Linked DNA regions of Gasterosteus aculeatus: region 2 is linked to region 1. The links are chromatin contacts, called in public Hi-C maps. All regions are on one chromosome and are shown on one strand. The core of a region is the stretch at or near the end of the contact, and the rest is flanking DNA. Distances in the headings are between cores, read along the strand shown.

What was found. Hi-C and Micro-C count contacts between places; a contact is called where the count stands out from the background.
Region 2: a Hi-C map of tail fin shows a contact between it and region 1, with 4 times the contacts expected there. The contact joins the promoter of shf here to the enhancer-like site in region 1. A contact is called at or near these places in 6 of 6 Hi-C or Micro-C datasets (blood and trunk muscle, liver, skeletal muscle and 2 more).

What each region holds. Positions count from the first base shown.
Region 1 is chr12:17,774,451-17,777,729 of fGasAcu3.hap1.1, reverse strand. The region is part of intron 3 of shf (Src homology 2 domain containing F); the gene reads left to right. Among protein-coding and RNA genes, the nearest start is that of cd276, 16 kb to the right of the region's middle. Within about 2 kb of position 1,554, at least 1 of the 9 cell types and tissues checked has open chromatin away from gene starts, as enhancers often do.
Region 2 is chr12:17,844,129-17,846,937 of fGasAcu3.hap1.1, reverse strand. shf (Src homology 2 domain containing F) reads left to right here and starts at 1,254. Exons shown (of 6, transcript XM_040197891.2): 1 at 1,254-2,031. The coding sequence starts at 1,597.

The DNA of each region.
Region 1 (3,279 bases), core at 305-2,804:
CGGGCTCTTCAGTAGCCTCATGTACATTATAAGTGTTTCTCTTGCTTTATCATTTGAACGTTGTGCCTTTAACACCCTTGAAAGGTTGAAACTATTACACTTCATAGTGTTTCCTCATTTGGGGAAGGCCTTACTATTGTGCTGTGCCGCGTTGCATTGCAGCTGTTGCGGTTATGGGTTTGTCGAGGGTGTAATCATGGAAATGTCGTTTTGACCTCTGTGTTTATCTGCGTCCTCTCCCTGCTCGCCCCCCTCTGTGTTTTATAGAGCCCTCTGAAGGAAGCCTTCTGTTTGAAGGGGAGGGGGGCAGGTCTTTAAGCCATCAGTCACCATCTGACTGACAGTTCAATCTGATAGACGGATTCCATTTGCGGTTCTCTACAAGCAACAATACTGATAACACACACAGACGCCTCAGCGCATTTACGTACGCGTCTTTTTGCGTGCGCACGCTGTGCGTGCGTGTGTGTGTGCGTGCTCACCTTCTCGCCTGGTTTTTGTTCTCCTCCCCGGGCCAATCCTCTCGTCAATCTCCTGTCCGCCATGTCTTCGACCGTGTGCTCTGGAGAATGAAAGGGGAATGGGTTTAGCTAACTCCCATTGATATTCCGCCCTAAAACGCAATCCGGCCACAACACGTTTTGTGAGATGGCTGGCAATCAAAGGAGACACGGGTTCACCCACTGCCGAGCAAATCAAATGGAAGCCGTTGTTTAGTTGGGAGGCTCTCCCTTCGGGCGATACTCTTCTTGTAACGACGCACCCGGCCCGAGGGGAAAGATTCGGCCCTGACAGGGAAGGTTGATGGGGTGAGCTCCTCTGACAATAGCCGCTCAGCCGTCTGTGGGACATGGAGGGAAAAAAAATGTTTAATCAAGGTCATAAAAAGCACTGATGGTGTTGAACCTGGGATGGAGTAGGAATTAGTGGAGCTGCTGAGAGGAGTTAGGAAGTGAAGAGCAGAGGTCAGGCGGATGGCGGAGTGGAACTGTAGACACTGAGAGATAACAGCGTTCATCCTTATTTCACGCCACCTTGCTCCAAATGTTAAGATCCCTGAAAAGGTAGATCATGTCCAAGTGGCCAATTACTATGTGCAATTTTCCCCAATTTGTATGTAGACATATATCCCATGTAGGTCATGTTAACAAAACATAGCTGCAGGATCAGACGTGTCTGGAGACTGATAGTGGTGCATTAGGACCATCAGAGACCAAGTCAGATAACGGATCAAAGCCGTAACTGCGTTTTCTCTCCTTTTTTATCAAATAAGACGAGGAGATGTTCCTCCACAGCCAACTCCCCATTATCAAATTCTTTTCTGTGTCATACCAAAACACAGGGACCAAAAGAAAAAGGATTATGCAGGATGGAAAGATCAAATGAGGAAGGCCGGACGTACGCAGGAACAGGAAGAGAGAAATTGAAAGAAAGGCAGGGAGTGAGGGAGCCATTGGCTGCGTCTTCATGTTGCGATCTGTCAGCGTTGACGGGGCTGAGCGGAGCGAACATGCATCTCCCTCGTCCCCGTGGTCAGTTTCCATGGAAACGCTATTTCTCACCCGTAATCCGTACACCGTGTGTTCATCCTACCTGCACTGTACTCCCGGCAGTCCGCATGTGCTTCAAATGGACTTGATGTAAAAGTGGAGAACTGCTGATGTCTTCCATGTGGACTTGTGGCCACCACAGAGACATTTTGATTGCCTTTGGTCCAAGTCGTCAGACCCTGAAGAAGAGAGGCAGGTCTTCCACCGGGTCCGAGGTTACATCCCCAATTGTCTCATGCCGTCACGCAACGGTAACATTTTTAAGACTCTGCATAAGACCCTATAATGGACAAAAGTGCAGAGGCTGAGATAACAAAGGTAGACGGAGCCATTTGCAATCATCACTTCTTTGAGTTTATTTTGAGGGAAACGCATCAGTGAGCTGAAGGCCGGTCGATTTAAAACGGCTGTTGAATAGGAGATGAAGGGGAGCACCTGCTGGTCGGAGATGGAACTGCAGCACTCTGTCTGAATTTTCTTGTCTGCTGCTGGCTCATATTTCATCACAGGCACTAGTGGAAGCAGTAATCACAACCTTTACTGAAGGAGAAGTCCTTCAGCAACAATTTGAAGCTGTCCAATTTACTGCATCTATTCTTGGATCCAAAACGTAAAAATAAAAGGACAATATCATTAGCAACTTCAACTTAAAATACCAAATGGAAAAATACTTGTGTCACAGGGGAATCCTGTAGGATGGTGAGATGCCGTCCATATGCTGCAATGCATGAGAATTTATTGCATTTTAGAAACTGCTCTTGTTTTTGTGTAATATTTGAATCTGAAAAGTAACTAGTGGCCACAGCTGTTATGTTTTGTGGAGTAAAAAAACAACAGTATTTCTAAAATGGAAATATAATAGAGGTGCAGGTGTAAAGCACTTAGAGACTTCAGTAACACCCCTAATCACGTGTACGAGTATGTATTCTCTGTGTTGTCTCACAGAACGTTTAAATTGTATTCATTTCTCACAAGATACGGCGCAACCAGAGAGCTACATGTGCTCCAACACACTGTAAATGGTGAATAACAAATCATTTACAGGGTCAACAATAATAAAAAAATTACATATTGTCACATAAACAGTATTTAAAGAAGGCCATATGTTCACCTCTTCTACACAATATTTGCTGACAAGCCTAAATTGATTGACGATTACTGTCGGCCCCCTCGCTCAGTCTGCTACAGGAACACTTGAGAAACTCACAAGCCGTTAAGTGTAATGGAGTCCTCTGACTGGAATGCACGGTCTAGACGAGCGCATCTCCCGTCGACATGTTGTGGAGATCCCAGTGCCTGGCTGTCTGTACAGTACCTGCCATGTTCAGTCCAGGTAATTAAACACCAGACTAGACAAGACCGGCCATTAGCGGGAGCCGCGAAGACACAGGCAATGGCTGCGGGCTTCATACTACATTAACTCCTTCCATCAAAGGCTCAGCGTTGTTTTCATCTCAAACCTTTTAGCTGCCAACAACCCTACAGCTGAAGCTCCTTGTGTAGTTGTTGTCGCTGTTATTGCTTGAGAAGCGTGTCAGTGGCTCTAAATGGGTTTTTCCAAAGCCAAGGGGGCTGTGGCATCCATCACAGTGATGGATGGCGGAGGAAAATAGAGGCACAGAAACACATGTACGCAGATGCACACGCTCCGGCTCCCACCACCACAAGCCCCCCGACAAAAGTGAGAATTCACTTTCCACCGGCCTTGGGGACGTTATCTTCCCTTTGG
Region 2 (2,809 bases), core at 5-2,504, 70 kb before region 1:
AAGCTTTTCTCTTTTTTTCTGAATTTTTCCTCATTTTCCCCAGATCTCGCAACAAGAACGACCAGTGCCAGGCCATCTGAACCAATTTTGCTTGTTTTTCTCCATTTCAAGCTTTTATGTATATTGACTATTTAAACAGATTAATGTCCTGCCTGTGGAGGGAAATTATTCCTTTAAAGTGCAGGGGAAAATTGCACTGGTCAAATTTCTCTCTCTGCATGCCCAAAGTGCAGTGATGGCAGGATTTCAGGAAAGAAATAATAGATTTAGTTTTGATCCCCGGTGCATGGAGTTGTCTCCCCTCGGGGCCTGCGAGGGTTAAACTCTGATCTGTAGACTGTGTGTGTGTGTGTGCGTGTGTCATTAAAAAGAAATATTGCTTCATAAAAACCTGCTGCACTGCAGCCATGACTCCTGTTAATGCAGAATGTTGTTGGTGTATGTCTCTGGGAGGTGAAATTGGACGTTTTTTTTCATCTATCCTTTGATTGCAAAGGCCATTATTGTTAAGCATTTAAACCATTGACCCTACAGTGAAAAATACTGAGAGACACCTTTCTGATTACTTGCAACTGTTTACTTGCATTGATGCTCCAAGCAATCCACATCCACTACTCATGCTTGGCGTAATGAACTTAGGTAGTCCAGTCCACAATGTCCAGAGGTAATATAGGCTCCAGCATCCCCCTCCACCAGTCATTTGCAATGCAATTTGCAATTAAAACGCTCCGCAGCGGCCATCTGGAGATGAGAGCACTGAGAATGAGCACAGAACATTATACCCTTTTGCTGGGAAAAATGTTGACCTGAAAGTGCTTTAAAGCAAACACGCTCTAAAAAGCCCGAACGAGAAGAAAACGAGGAATAGAAAAACGTTTTCCACCGCGCATGCGCACGTCTGCAGATAGCTCCGCTCAACACGCTGATCGGATGTAGGTACGATGTTTAAACGTTTAGTAAAATGTGCAATTTCGTGTCTTTTCATGTCGGACCTTCTACTCAACTGAATAATTAAGAATAAGCGGAATTGTAATAATTGAAAATAAAACACAAAATACATATTTGACCACATCTGCGCAGCGTGGCGCCCATTCTCAGTAGTAAAAACTAGCGGGGTTTCGTAAAACCGGTAGGTGGCAGTGAATGTTCTCAAGTGGAGCAGGCAAAGTTGTAGGGGAGTGGAGTGTGTGTGTGTGTGTGTGTGTGTGTGTGTGTGTGTGTGTGTGTGTGTGTGTCTGCGTGTGTGTGGACTGGGGGGCGTGTGTTCCTCTTGCACAAGCGCTCCCATGTTGCCTAGTCTGGAAACTTGAATTGGTCGCAGAGTGACAGAGTTACGGGAAGGCAGATCAGAAAGTGCCTGTGACCGCGCTGCCTGCTCCCCATACACCCCCCCCCCACCCCTGCTCCTCCTCCTGCTCCCCCCCCCCCCCTTTCTACACACCAGCTCCTGCTCGCGCGCTCCTCTCCGGGACAGACGCGGTGGCACGAGACTCGCGACACGCTCCCGACACCGGTCGGCTGGCCGCGGGGCAGGAAAAAAAAAAAAGCGGTGGAATTAAACTACATTCATTGACTGGAGAGCGATGCTCTGGCAGCATGGCCAAGTGGTTGAAGGAGCACCTAGGATTCAAAACTACCAAAGCACCCCCTCCGGCGCCTCCGAAACCGGACTACAGACTGTGTCTCACCGGCACCGTGCCCGGTGCGCCCGGCTACCAACAAACCGGCTGCGGGGTCGGCTTCCCGAGCCCCGCGCAACCGGACATCGTCGCTGCCTACAAACTGCAGAAGGAGCGCGACTTCGAGGACCCGTACACTCCAGGTGGAAACATTTCCTATGGCCCGGGCTTAAACAGCGGGGGGTCGCCGGACATCAAGTACGTGTCCCCGAAGCACCGACTTATCAAGGTGGAAACGATGGAGAAGAGCAGCCCGGCTCCGGGCGGCGGAGTCGCGGTCACGCCGGCTGTTGCCGTGGGGAGCGTTAAATCCCCAACTTCGCCTCCGTCGGAGCACGACAACAAGGAGAAGGTGGGTGAAGTTCAGTCACAACGGCGTCCGGGTCAAGTGGGCGAAAGGGCCGCGAAACACGCTGTTTGTCCAACTTATGCCGCGAAGAAACAAAAAAAAACGCGTTTATATTCGTTAATGAAACGTGCCACGTTTTTTTTTGTTTTTTTGTTGGTACCCCTGTTTTTTCTCGAAACAAAATCCCAGTTGAACCTCCAATTCTCTCGTCGCGTGCTACATGTGTTTTCCCTCGCGTTGAAACAATGTGTGTTGATGAAGCACTTGACCTACTCCCGTTACGGAACGAATCGTTACAAACCGGTAGAACTTGTTACAAAAAAAAACAAAAAACGGAGCAACTGCTGTCCGCGCGCGCGTTGCGACATCGCCCCCCCCTCTCGCGTGCAATAACCAACCCCGCTACTGGGAGTGCTGGAAAGAAAAGTGCAGAAAAACTCTCCTCCGAATGTGTGTGTGTGTGTGTGTGCGCGTGCGCCATGTGCAACCTCTTCCCTGCTGCAGCGTCTTCCCCACGCAACAATGTCGCCCAGACTCCTCCACACAATGGCTCTACTACGACGGGTTTACCTGTGATGGCTCTCTGAAGAGACAGGTAGAATGCAGGAGAAGGGGGAGGGGGAGGGGGGGTGTGGAGGTGAGTGTGGGCTCTGAGCCTTTTGGAGCACACTGTCATGTCAGGCCTCTCAGGAATTCTCACACACGCAGGGTTCATTTGGAGAAACCTGAGAGGCTCGGTGTCAGCGAGGTTAAGGACGTGCCGTTGTGATGAGTGTGATCC